Linked DNA regions of Macaca mulatta: region 2 is linked to region 1. Evidence: chromatin contacts called from public Hi-C data. All regions are on one chromosome and are shown on one strand. Each heading gives the region's core, a stretch centred on a gene start, on an enhancer-like site or on the middle of the called end of the contact. The rest is flanking DNA. Distances are from core to core; before and after follow the strand shown.

What was found. A called contact is a pair of places that touch in the nucleus more often than the background predicts.
Region 2: a contact with region 1 is called in a Hi-C map of fetal cortex germinal zone, with 1.7 times the contacts expected there. The contact joins the promoter of EMC10 here to the promoter of LOC114674079 in region 1.

Annotation. Positions count from the first base shown.
Region 1 is chr19:62,755,357-62,761,693 of T2T-MMU8v2.0, forward strand. LOC114674079 (napsin-A) reads right to left here and starts at 3,120. Exons shown (of 10, transcript XM_028839443.2): 1 at 2,989-3,120.
Region 2 is chr19:62,865,538-62,871,874 of T2T-MMU8v2.0, forward strand. EMC10 (ER membrane protein complex subunit 10) reads left to right here and starts at 3,106. Exons shown (of 7, transcript NM_001194699.2): 1 at 3,106-3,253; 2 at 4,520-4,592; 3 at 5,548-5,657. The coding sequence starts at 3,140. The region is part of intron 27 of MYBPC2 (myosin binding protein C2); the gene reads left to right. It overlaps GARIN5A (golgi associated RAB2 interactor 5A), which reads right to left and starts at 2,993. Exons shown (of 6, transcript XM_015124655.2): 1 at 2,866-2,993; 2 at 2,726-2,863; 3 at 2,429-2,529; 4 at 1,926-2,056. The coding sequence starts at 2,983.

The DNA.
Region 1 (6,337 bases), core at 1,870-4,369:
CTTTGAGAGGCCGGGGTGGGAGGATGACTTAAGCTCAGGAGTTCAAGACCAGCTTGAGAAACATAGCCAGTACAAACACATGTAAAACTTAGCCAGGCATGGCGGCATGCACCTGTCGTCCCAGCTACTCTGGAAGCTGAGGTGTGGGGATCGCCGGAGCCCAGCAGGTCCAGGATGCACTCCAGCCTAGGTGGCAAAGTGGAAAAAAAAAAAATCTGGCCCCAAATGTCACAGTGGCAAGGTTGAGAAACCTTGCTGTATTCATTCCTCAGCCCATCACATTTTCTTGATTTCAGAATAACCTGCAGACATGAGTATTCTTCAGTGCATATACTTCCACAAGGCCATTCTTTTTTTTTTTTTTTTTTTTTTTTATTGAGACGGAGTCTCGCTCTGTCGCCCAGGCTGGAGTGCAGTGGCCGGATCTCAACTCACTGCAAGCTCCACCTCCCGGGTTTACGCCATTCTCCTGCCTCAGCCTCCCGAGTAGCTGGGACTACAGGCGCCCGCCACCACGCTCAGCTAGTTTTTTGTATTTTTTTTTTTTAGTAGAGACAAGGTTTCACCGTGTTAGCCAGGATGGTCTCGATCTCCTGACCTCATGATCCGCCCGTCTCGGCCTCCCAAAGTGCTGGGATTACAGGCTTGAGCCACCGCGCCCGGCCTTTTTTTTTTTTCTTTTGAGAGGGAGTCTTGCTCTGTCACCCAGGCTGGAGTGCAGTGGCGCGATCTTGGCTCACTGCAACCTCCACCTCTCAGATTCAAATGATTCTTCTGTCTCAGCCTCCCAAGTAGCTGGGACTACAGGCGCACCACCATGCCTGGCTAAAGCCCATTCTTTTCTTTTTTTTTTGAGACGGAGTTTCGCTCTTGTCTTTTCACCCAGGCTGGAGTGCAATGGCGCAATCTCTGCTCACCGCAACCTCTGCCTCTTGGGTTCAAGTGATTCTCCTGCCTCAGCCTCCCAAATAGCTGGGATTACAGGCATGCGGCACCACACCCAGTTGATTTTGTATTTTTAGTAGAGACGGGGTTTCTCCATATTGGTCAGGCTGGTCTCGAACTCCCGACCTCAGGTGATCCGCCCACCTTGGCCTCCCAAAGTGCTGGGATTACAAGCATGAGCCACCATGCCCGGCCAAGCCCATTTTTTAAAATAGCTACATAGTATTTGAGAGTATTAATGTAACACTACCACACCACTTCCAGAACTGATTCTCTGCATAGATTGTTTTCCCCCTTTTAATGTAATAAACAATGCAGTAATATCCTTATAGATATTTTCTGCACATCTATTCCATAGCATCTGTATTAGTCCATTTTGCATTGCAATAAAGGAACACCGAAGGCGGGGTAATTTCTAAAGAAAAGGTGGCCGGGTGCAGTTGCTCACACCTGTAATCCCAGCACTTTGGGAGGCCGAGGCGGGCGGATCGCTTGAGGTCAGGAGTTGAAAACCAGCCTGGCCAACATGGTGAAACCCCGTCTCTACTAAAAACACGCAAAAAAATTAGCCGAGCGTGGTGGCAGGCGCCCGTAATCCCAGCTACTCGGGAGACTGAGGCAGGAGAATTGCTTGAACCTGGGAGGCAGAAGTTGCAGTGAGCCAAGATCGCCCTGCTACAGTCCAGCCTGGGCGACAGAGCAAGGCTCCATCTCAAAAAAAAAAAGAAAAGAAAAGAAAAGAAAAGAAAGGCTAGGTGTGGTGGGGGTGCGTTTGGGAGGCGGGGGTGTCATCCCAGCCCTTCGGAAGGCTGAGGCAGGAGGATCGCTTGAGCCTGGGAGTTGCAAACCAGCCTGGTCAACAAAGGGAGACCCTGTCTGTACCAAAAAAAATTTTTTTTTTTTTTTTGAGACGGAGTCTTGCTCTGCCGCCCAGGCTGGAGTGCAGTGGCCGGATCTCAGCTCACTGCAAGCTCCGCCTCCCGGGTTCACGCCATTCTCCTGCCTCAGCCTCCCGAGTAGCTGGGACTACAGGCGCCCGCCACCTCGCCCGGCTAGTTTTTTGTATATTTTAGTAGAGACGGGGTTTCACCATGTTAGCCAGGATGGTCTCGATCTCCTGACCTCGTGATCCGCCCGTCTCGGCCTCCCAAAGTGCTGGGATTACAGGCTTGAGCCACCGCGCCCGGCAAAAAAAAATTTTTTAAATTATCTGGGCGTAATGGCACACTCCTGTAGTCCCAGCTACTGGGGAAGGTGAGGCAGGAGGATCACTTGAGCTCAGGAGGCTGAAGCTGCAGTGAGCCGTCATCACGTGACTGCACTCCATCCCGGGCGACAGAGTGAGACACTGTCTCAATAGAAATAAATAAATGCAAAAATAATGGTAAAGATCCACTTTGTGCACTCCTTGCTCTGGGGGATTTTCTTGAAACAGTCGACCGTGTCTCTGATAACTGTCACCACCCACTTTGTTTTCTCAGTCAGAGCACTCGATCTGGGTGGGCCCCTTCAAATCGCCCCCCACGCTTTCCGTCTGCAGCACCCCATCCAAATTCACCCAAAGCGCCCTTAAGTAGTTTCTGAGAGGCCGTGCCTGCAAATTCCCAACTGGCCACAAGGTGGAGGTGTGGGCCTATTTTCCCAGCCAAGATTCCCCAGCCGCCACACCTGTTTCTAGAGCGGGACTCCTGGAACACCAGGCTATTTCCAGCTTCCCTGCTTCTGCCCTGGCGCTTCCCACCGCCTGGAATGCCGACTTGCTCGCTCTCTGCACCCAACGGGAAAAGGAGCAGAACAGAGGCTTCCTCCCTGACTCCCCTGCCCGAGGTTACTGGGACATCTCTTGCCGAACACGGCCTGGCCGATGGGACCTGGATCTCCCTATGTCTTGTCTCTCCGGGGGTTGTGACCGGGTCGGCCTCCACCATCAGAGGAGCACAGTCTCCAGAATCGCCCAACACAATCTTTCCCGAAGCCCCTCAGGAGGTGATTAGGTAAAGGATTGCCAGATTTTTAAACCCGTCATTTTATTTACTAACTAACCTTGTAATAAAGGAATTATCGCCCGCATTTTACGGGGTTGAGGGGGTGCTGCGGTGCAGAAAGGTTAAAAGGAGGCAGCCCAGATGCACTTGGAGGGGAATTGAACGTGGTTCTTGAAGCTGCAGACACCAAATAATCAGCCCAGATGCCTCGCATTGTCTCTGCCAGGATTACTTTTGCCCCTGTTCCATTGGCGGGAATCTGTCACGTGGTTACTCCTGGCTGCAAGGACGACCGGGAAATGTAGTCCAGTTATGTGTCTAAGAGTAAGGGACACTTTGTGTGACTCTCAGCCACTGTGGGCCACATCTGACCCCACAGGGGCTCAAATTCGGACCCGCGTTCCCTCTATGATCTTATATCGCACTTTCCCGAGGTCTCGCATTAATGTTTTTTTTTTTTTTCTTTTTCCCTTGAGGCAGAGTCTTACTCTGTCGTCCAGGCTGGAGTGCAGTGGCTGTGATCTCGGCTCACTGCAACCTGCGTCCCCTGGGTTCAAGCGATTCTCCTGCCAATTTTTGTATTTTTAGTAGAGACGGGGTTTCGCCATGTTGGCCAGGCTGGTCTCAAACTCCTGACCTCAGGTGATCTGCCCGCCTCAGCCTCCCAAAGTGCTGGGATTACAGGCGTGAGCCACCGCACCTGGCCTACTCAAAATATTAAACACAGGCCGGGCATGGTGGCTCATGCATGTCGTCCCAGCACATTGGCAGACTGAGGTGGGAGGATTGCTTGAGCCCAGGAGTTCCAGACCAGCCTGGGCAACACAGTGAGTCCGTTTCTATGAAAGAATTAGCCGGCTTGCTAGTGCATATTGGTAGTCCCAGTTACTCTGGAGACTGAGGTGGGAAGATCACTCGAGCCCAGGAGGTCAAGGCTGCAATGACCTGTGACCACACCACTCCACTCCAGCCTGGGTGGCAGAGTGAGACACTGTCTCAAAACAAAAGTTAAACACAGAGTTACTGCATGACCTAGCAATCCTACTCCAAGGTGAAATGAGAACATATGTCTACACAAAAACTTGTACATGAATGTTCATAGCAGCATTGCAGCCAGGAATAGAAACATCCCACCTGTCCATTAACTAGCGAATGGGTAAGTACAAGGTGGTATATCCGTATCATGGACTATCACTGTGCCATAAACAGAAATGAAATACTGATACATTCTACAATGTAGATGAACGTAGAAAACTTTATGCCAAGTGAGAGATGCCAGTCACAAAGAGCCACATATTCCAAGGATCCATTTATAGGAAATGTCCAGAATAGGAAAATTCCATAAAGTCATAGAATTTTTTTTTTTTTTCTTGAAACAGAGTCTTGCCTTGTCACCCAGGCTGGAGTGCAGTGGTGCCATTATGGCTCACTGCAACCTCAGCCTCCTGGGCACAAGCGATCCTCCCATCTTAGCCTCCTGAGTAGCTGTGCCTAGAGGCATTCGCTACCACGCATGGCTTAGTTTTTAATTTTTTGTAGAGACGGGGTGGGGGGGGTTCCCTATGTTGCCCAGATTGGTCTCAAACTCCTGGGCTCAAACAATCCTTCAGCATCGGCCTCCCAAAGTGCTGGGATTACAGGCATGAGCCACCTCGCTCAGCCAGACATAGATTAATTGTTGCCTCAAGCTAGAGAAAAAGGGTGGAAGAATTGGGTATAACTGTTTTTTGTTTGTTTGAGACGGAGTCTCGCTCTATCGCCAGGCTGGAGTGCAGTGGCGCGATCTAGGCTCACTGCAACCTCCGCCTCCTGGGTTCAAGCGATTGTCCTGCCTCAGCCTCCTGAGTAGTTGGGATTACAGGCACCCGCCACCATACTCGGCTAATTTTTGTATTTTTAGTAGAGACGGGGTTTCACCGTGTTAGCCAGGATGGTCTCAATCTCTTGACCTCGTGATCTGCCCGCCTCAGCCTCCCAAAGTGCTGGGATTACAGGCATGAGCCACCGCGCCCAGCGGGTATATCTGCTTATGGGAATGGGGTTTCTTTGTGGAGTGACCAAATGTTCTAAAATTGGCTGTGGTGGTGGTTGCACAACCCTGTGAACATGCTAAAAACCATTCAATCGTACTTTAAAGTGGTGAATTGTTTGGTATGTGAACCAAATCTCAATAAAGCTATTACCAAAAAAATTACAGGATATTGCCCGGGTGCGGTGGCTCACACCAGTGGATCTGGCCGCTGCACTCCAGACTGGGTGACAAAGCGAGACTTCGTCTCAAAAAAAAAAAAAAAAATTAGAGGATATTGGATTACTTACCAATGAGAACCTTGGTCTACAACTACATTCAGACAACAAAACTGCCAGTGACCGAATGCTTCTGTACGCCATGCACTGCGCTTCCGGGATCCTCTCCCCCTTCATAAGAAATAAGAACAAGAGGCCGGGCACGGCAGCTCATGCCTGTAATCCCTGCACTTTGGGAGGCTGAGGCGGGTGAATCACCTGAGGTCAGGAGTTGGACACCAGCCTGGCCAACATGATGAAACCCTGTCTCTATTTTTTTTTTTTTTTTTTTTTTTTGAGACGGAGTCTTGCTCTGTCGCCCAGGCTGAAGAGCAGTGGCCGGATCTCAGCACACTGCAAGCTCCGCCTCCTGGGTTTACGCCATTCTCCTGCCTCAGCCTCCCGAGTAGCTGGGACTACAGGCGCCCGCCACTTCGCCCGGCTAGTTTTTTGTATTTTTTAGTAGAGATGGGGTTTCACCGTGTTAGCCAGGATGGTTTCGATCTCCTGACCTCGTGATCCACCCGTCTCGGCCTCCCAAAGTGCTGGGATTACAGGCTTGAGCCACCGTGCCCGGCCCTTGTCTCTATTAAAAATATAAAAAAATTAGCTGGGCGTGGTGGCGGGTGCCTGTAGTCCTAGCTACTCAGGAGGCTGAGGCAGGAGAATTGCTTGAACCCGGCAGGCAGAGGTTGCAGTGAGCCAAGATCACGCCACTGTACTAGAGTAAACTCCGTCTCAAATAAATAAATCAATAAGAACAAAGCCAGGCGTGGTGGCTCATGCCTGTAATCCCAGCACTTTGGGAGGCTGAGGCGGGTGGATCACCTGATGTCAGGAGTTTGAGACCAGCCTGCCCAACACGGTGAAACCCTGTCTCTACTAAAAACACAAAAATTAACCGCGCAAGGTGGCACACACCATGATCCCAGCTACTCAGGAGGCTGAGGCAAGAGAATAACTTGAACCCGGGAGGCAGAAGTTGCAGTAAGCCAAGATTTGGTCACTGCACTCTAGCCTGGGTGACAAGAGTGAAACTCAAAGAAAAAAGGAAGAATGATTTCTCCTGTTTTACCAGTAGATCAACTGAGACTGAGTGCTATGTGACTTGCCTCAAAAGC
Region 2 (6,337 bases), core at 1,856-4,355, 110 kb after region 1:
CAGGCCGGGCGCGGTGGCTCACGCCTGTAATCCCAGCACTTTGGGAGGCCGAGGCGGGCGGATCACAAGGTCAGGAGATGGAGAACATGGTGAAACCCCGTCTCTACTAAAAATAGAAAAAATTAGCCGGGCGCAGGGGCGGGCGCCTGTAGTCCCAGCTACTCTGGAGGCTGAGGCAGGAGAATGGCGTGAACCCGGGAGGCGGAGCTTGCAGTGAGCCGAGATTGTGCCACTGCACTCCAGCCTGGGTGACAGAGCAAGACTCCGTCTCAAAAAAAAAAAAAAAAAAAAAAAAAAAAAGTGAAAGCCGGACAGGCATGGTAGCTCATGCCTGTAATCCCAGCACTTTGGGAGGCCCAGGCAGAAAGATCACCTGAGGTCAGGAATTCGAGACCAGACTGGCCAACATGGCGAAACCCTGTCTCTACTAAAAATACAAAAATTAGCCGGGTGTGGTAGCAGGTGCCTGTAATCCCAGCTACTCGGGAGGCTGAGGCAGGAGAATCGCTTGAACCCAGGAGGCAGAGGTTGCAGTGAGCTGAGGTTGAGACTCTGTCTCAAAACAACAACAACAACAACAACAACAACAACAACAACAAGTGAAAGCTACTGGCAGAATGTTTCTGTACTATGGGCACATAAACATTTCAGTGTTTGTAGCTGGAGTTGGAGCAGGAGCCTTGGGTGAGAGAAGGGAACAGCTTCTGCTGTCTATTTTGTGCTTGTTTTCTCATATGTTAGCATTACTTTTTCTTTTTCTCTTTTCTTTTTTCTTCTCTTTTCTTTTGAGACAGAGTCTCACTCACTGTCATCCAGGATGGAGTGCAGTGGCATGGTCTCGGCTCACTGCAACCTCCACCTCCTGGGTTCAAGCTATTCTCCTGCCTCAACCTCCCGAGTAGCTGGGATTACTGGTGCCTGCCACCACACCTGGCTAATATTTTGTATTTCTGGTAGAGACAGGGTTTCGCTATGTTGGCCAGGCTGGTCTCAAACTCCTGGCCTCAAGTGATCTGCCTGCCTTGGCCTCCCAAAGTGCTGGGATTACAGGTGTGGGCCACCGCACCCAGTCTGCATTACTTTTTCTTTTTTTTTTTTTTTTTTTTTTTTGAGACGTAGTCTCGCTCTGTCACCCAGGCTGGAGTGCAGTGGCCGGATCTCAGGTCACTGCAAGCTCCGCCTCCCGGGTTCACGCCATTCTCCGGCCTCAGCCTCCCGAGTAGCTGGGACTACAGGCGCCCGCCACCTCGCCCGGCTAGTTTTTTGTATTTCTTAATAGAGACGGGGTTTCACCGTGTTAGCCAGGATGGTCTCGATCTCCTGACCTCGTGATCCGCCCGTCTCGGCCTCCCAAAGTGCTGGGATTATAGGTGTGGGCCACCGCACCCAGTCTGCATTACTTTTTCAATGAAAAAATACGACGTAGAAGAGAGTATGGAGTGAGGCACAGGAGGGCTCAAGAACCGTGAGATCCGCAATCGTGACAAGCTTGGCGTTCCAATCCTGGCCCACTCTGGAGCCACAGTGGGACCCTGGGCAAATGGCTCCCAGCTCTCTGAGCCTCAGTTTAGCTCTTTGGAGGATGGGGCTAAGGGACCCCACCATGTGAAGATATGAGGTCAGAGGTGAGATCTCATGCACGGCCCAGGGCGTGCATGAGCAGGCCCTGTGGAAATGGTCATTCTCCTGACCCCTGCTGGGGCATGGCTGAGGACTGTCCCCTTCAGGTCTGTCTAGTCCCTGATTTCTGGCCCCTGAGGGCTGCTCTGTCCTTCTTCTCCCATGTAGATAACAGCTCAGGGAGGGCCGGTAGCACCGCCAGCTCCTGGCCCTGGGGGTGGTCTGGGTGAGGGGAAGTACTGCTAGGGGCTCAGGTGCCTGGAGCTGAGGGAGGAGGGGGTCTCGGCTGAGGTGGGGGCAGTTACCCGAAGAGTTGCAGGTGTCCATTCTCCTTGTCAGGGCCGGCCAGAAGCAATAGGTCTGGGAGCTCCAGGGCTGGACTGGAGGCTGCCACCCCCATGGTGACCTCGTTGGCAACTTCTCCCAACCGAGTCACCTGGGGCCAGGGGTCAGAGGTTAGGGGCAGGATAGATGTGCGGGCAGAACTGGGGAGGGATCAGAAATTAGGAATCTTGGTAGGGGAAAAGGTCATGAACCAGGTGAGTTGAAAATCAGGCTGGGGGCCAGATATCTTGGAATTAAAGGTCAAGAATCATATGGGTGTGAAGTTAGGGAAACTGAGGCAACGGAGTTAGAGGTTCACAAAGAATCTAAAGAACTAGAGGTATGGGGCATCAGTGGTCAGGTAGGAGTTGGGAGTCGGGAATCCCACGTGATGGACGTTATGGGGGAGCAGGGGCTTTCCAAGTCGGGAGGAGGTCGAGGGACAGGCCGAGGCTTGGGATGAGGGGGTTCTGGGGCTCCCTACCTGCACAAAGTTGCTCTCAAAGATGGGGAAGTCCCGCAACTGGTCGAATTCGCCGCTCTGGAGGTAGCGTTGGAGCCGTCTGGGACGGCCCGTGGGAGAGGCTGGAACCAGGAGGCATTTTAGCAGGACGAAGTCTGGGCGTCGATCCCGGGAGGCTGTGTCTGGCTGCCAGCCGGGAGGGCCCGGCACAGCTCCGCGCAGAGGACGGGGTATCAGATGTGCCTGAATTGCCGGCCCCAGCCTTTGCTTGGTTCCCTCACCAGGTCCAACCCCTCCAGGCCTGGCTCCGTCTCTCACCTGCCATCCCACCTGGTTCCACCTTGCCAGCTCCACCCAGGGCCGGCTTAGCGCCGCGATCCCGCCTCATCGCGATGTCCCCCCCCGCCTGGAGCGGAGGAAGGAGCCGAGGGAGAAAATGAGGGGGCTGGGCTAGGGCATTGTGACGTCATGATGCGGATCGGGTTTTATGACGTCACACAGAAGCGGGCTCCCAGTTTGTGATGACGTCCCAGGAGGGGGCGGCTCCTGGAGATCAGGCTAAAGGGGCGGCTCCATCCTGCTGACGTCAGGCCCCAGGAGCGGACGGGCGCCAGTGCGCAGGCGCTGGGGCCCAGCGCAGGCGCACGGGCGTCAGGATGCGGCCTGTTTCTCCCGGCGTGCTGCGCGGCTCCTGGCTCTCAGCCGTCGCTTCGCCGGTGGGAAGGAGCCGAGATGGCGGCAACCAGGGGTGGGGCGACCCGGCTGCTCCTGCTCTTGCTGATGGCGGTAGCAGCGCCCAGTCGAGCCCGGGGCAGCGGCTGCCGGGCCGGGACTGGTGCGCGAGGGGTGAGTGATCTTTAGCTGTGCATAGCGGGCGCGGTCTACGGATGTCGCGGGTCTTGGGTCTTTAGGTGAATTACAGACGAAAGGAGGCTGCGCAGGGCTAAGAGGGAAGAGGTGGGCGATCTCTGGAAAGCCAAGCCTCAGTCACGCACGCGCAGGAGGGGCCTCGCCAGTGCACCGGGTTGCAGCGACTGGGAGGGAAAACAAGAGCACCTGTTGGAAAGGCTCTGGCTCGGGAATATGTATGAGGGGGCGGGGCTGGGGGTGTGGAATCCTGGAGAGTCACGTCGGGGCGGTTAAAATGAAAGAGGAATGGTGAAGCCGGGCGCGGTGGCTCTTCTGTCATCCCAACGCTTAGGGAGGCCGAGGCGGGAGGATTGCTCGAGATCAGGAGTTCAAGACCAGTCTGGGCAACATAGCGAGCCCTGTCTCTACAAAAAATACTAATTAAAAAAATTAGGCCGATCGCGGTGGCTCATGCTTGTAATCCCAGCACTTTGGGAAGCCGAGATGAGCGGACCACTTAAAGTCAGGAGTTCAAGACCAGTCGGCTCAACATGGTGAAACCCCGTCTCTACTAAAAATACAAAAATTAGCTGGGTGTGGTGGCAGGTGCCTGTAATCCCAACTACCCGGGAGGCTGAGGCAGGAGAATCGCTTGAACCCGGGAGGCAGAGGTTGCAGTGAGCTGAGATCACACCACTGCACTCCAGCCTGGGCGACTGAGCGAGACCCTGTCTCAGAAAAAGAAAATAAGGAGTGGGAGGGGGCTCTTGAAGAGGTGGAGAGGAGTTTTACCTCCTGAATATGCACGAATATGCAGGTTTGGAGATTGGAGAAAAGGAAAGCATGAATCTTGAATATGCTTAATAGGGACTGAACTCAGGCTGCATCTTGGCTCTTGGGCTGTCAGGTGATAAGGAGGCCATTTGGATACTAGCATGAAAAAGAAGCCTCGGGAGAGGGAGGGTGTCATTTAATTCATGAGTATTTGTGGTGCAAGGCTTGGAATTGACCTTGGGATAGTTGCTTTGGCAATGAGGTTAGGCATGTTTGTAGGGTCTGGTTTTCTGGGGGTGAGGGAGTCCAGATTATGAATATTCATGAAATGGGTGGTTTCTAGTGAAATAGAGGCAAGCAGCAGTGATTAACCTGAAGATAAGGCTCCTCCTTCAGCCCACCCCAGTCTGTCTGTCCTGGGCTTTGTGGGTGACTGCCATGCTGAGGGCTTGGGTGGTTCTCACCTGGGGCCTTCTGTGTCCTGTGCAGGCTGGGGCGGAAGGCCGAGAGGGTGAGGCCTGCGGCACGGTGGGGCTGCTGCTGGAGCACTCATTTGAGATCGGTGAGTCAGGCAACGTCCTCTCTTAACATTGGTGCCCTGAGAAGTCAAGACTTGGAGTCCGGGTGCCTCCCGTCATATGACATTTACTAACATCCGTTTACTAACAGATTTGCCCCAGGTTGGGGGAAAGGGGGACATGAAAGAAGAGAAACACTGTCTTTAAATGTCCCCTTGCCTGTAAGACAAATCTCAGTTTTTGAAAGGTCAGCACGGCAGTAATAATGTCAGAGCCGACTTTCCCGATCAGTTGCCACGTGCCCAGCATTAGTGGTTGCACGCTTTGCAAGTATTAACTCACATGTCCTCACAGCAGCCATGTGAGGTGGTAGGTATTCGTGTCAGCCTCCTTTTCCAGAAGAGGAAATGGGCTCAGAGTAGGCACCACACAAGGTCTCATCGTGAGTGAGTGGCAGAGCAGGAGCCAGCTTCAAAGCCAAGCTTAAATTGCCATGACGCAGGTGTCCAGGTTCCCAGAGCTGGACGTCAGTGCTGCCCAGAGTGCAGTAATTGAGTCTGAGGCCCTGAACCTGAGGGCACAAACCCTGAAGCTGGTGCCCCTCTGCAGACCCTGGCATCTGCTCAGCGAACAGCTCCCCTGCTTCTGACACAGCCAGGTAGTTGGGAATTCCTGAACTCCACAGCGTCCGTATTTTGCAGTTGGGGAAGCTGAGGCTCAGAGAGGTTATATGGCTGTCCCTGGGTCACCTGGTGAGGCAGAGGCAGGATTTGGGAGCTGTGAGGTTCATGCATCTGCTATGGGTTGCCTCGTGAGGTAGAACATGGTGGAGGTGTCCCCACTTTGTAGATAGGAAAATGGGGGCCAAGATGGGGAGGGAACCTGGTCACTCGGGTGGAGGCAGGCCAAAATTTGAAGCTGGACCTCCTGGCCCCTGCCTGGGTTGAAGGATGGGCGGGGGGGTGGTAGGGGGCGTCTCTGAGCCTGAGCTCCTCACAGATGACAGTGCCAACTTCCGGAAGCGGGGCTCGCTGCTTTGGAACCAGCAGGATGGCACCTTGTCCCTGTCACAGCGGCAGCTCAGCGAGGAGGAGCGGGGCCGACTCCGGGTGAGATGGGGCACTCAGGGCTGGGTGTGGATGGGGATGGAGGGTATCTAGCTGTCTCTTCAGCCACCCCCTGCTGGTCCCCCGCAGCCTTCCCTCCAGGCCCAGGTGGGCTTCCAGCACCTCCTGCCACTCTCAGCCTCTGTCCTGGATGACTGCCCCTGGTGGAACGGTTCATCTTGGCGTTCCAGGCACAATGTCCTGCCTCATGGCCTCTGCCCACACTGCTCCCTCTGCCTGCAGAGCCCCTTCCCCCGCAGGTTTCACACAATCGGCTCCTCTCCTCTTCCACATTCAGCTGAGCTGTTTCATGACTACTTAGACGAGATTTGCTTGTGAGGAGAGAGAGATCCTTAAAATAGCCGTGGTTAGACAGGAGCTCACTTCTGTCGCCCTGTGTTGTGACAGCCTCAGGGCCCGGCTCAATCCTCCGTAGGTGTCATGCAGAGAGGCCCCAGGGCTCCAGGCAGCAGGGTAGAGCGGGAGAAAGGGGCAGAAGGAGCAGCAGCATTTAGAGAAAGCTTGCAAAAGCTGGCACAGCCCACATCCCCCCATCGGCCAGATGTAGCTGTGAGGGAGGCTGGGAGTGCAGGCTTCATTGTGGTGGCCACGCGGCGAGGTCTGCCTTAGCAGCCTTCCTGCTTGGTGCCCACATGATTCTCTTGTCACAGCTGCCCCCAAAC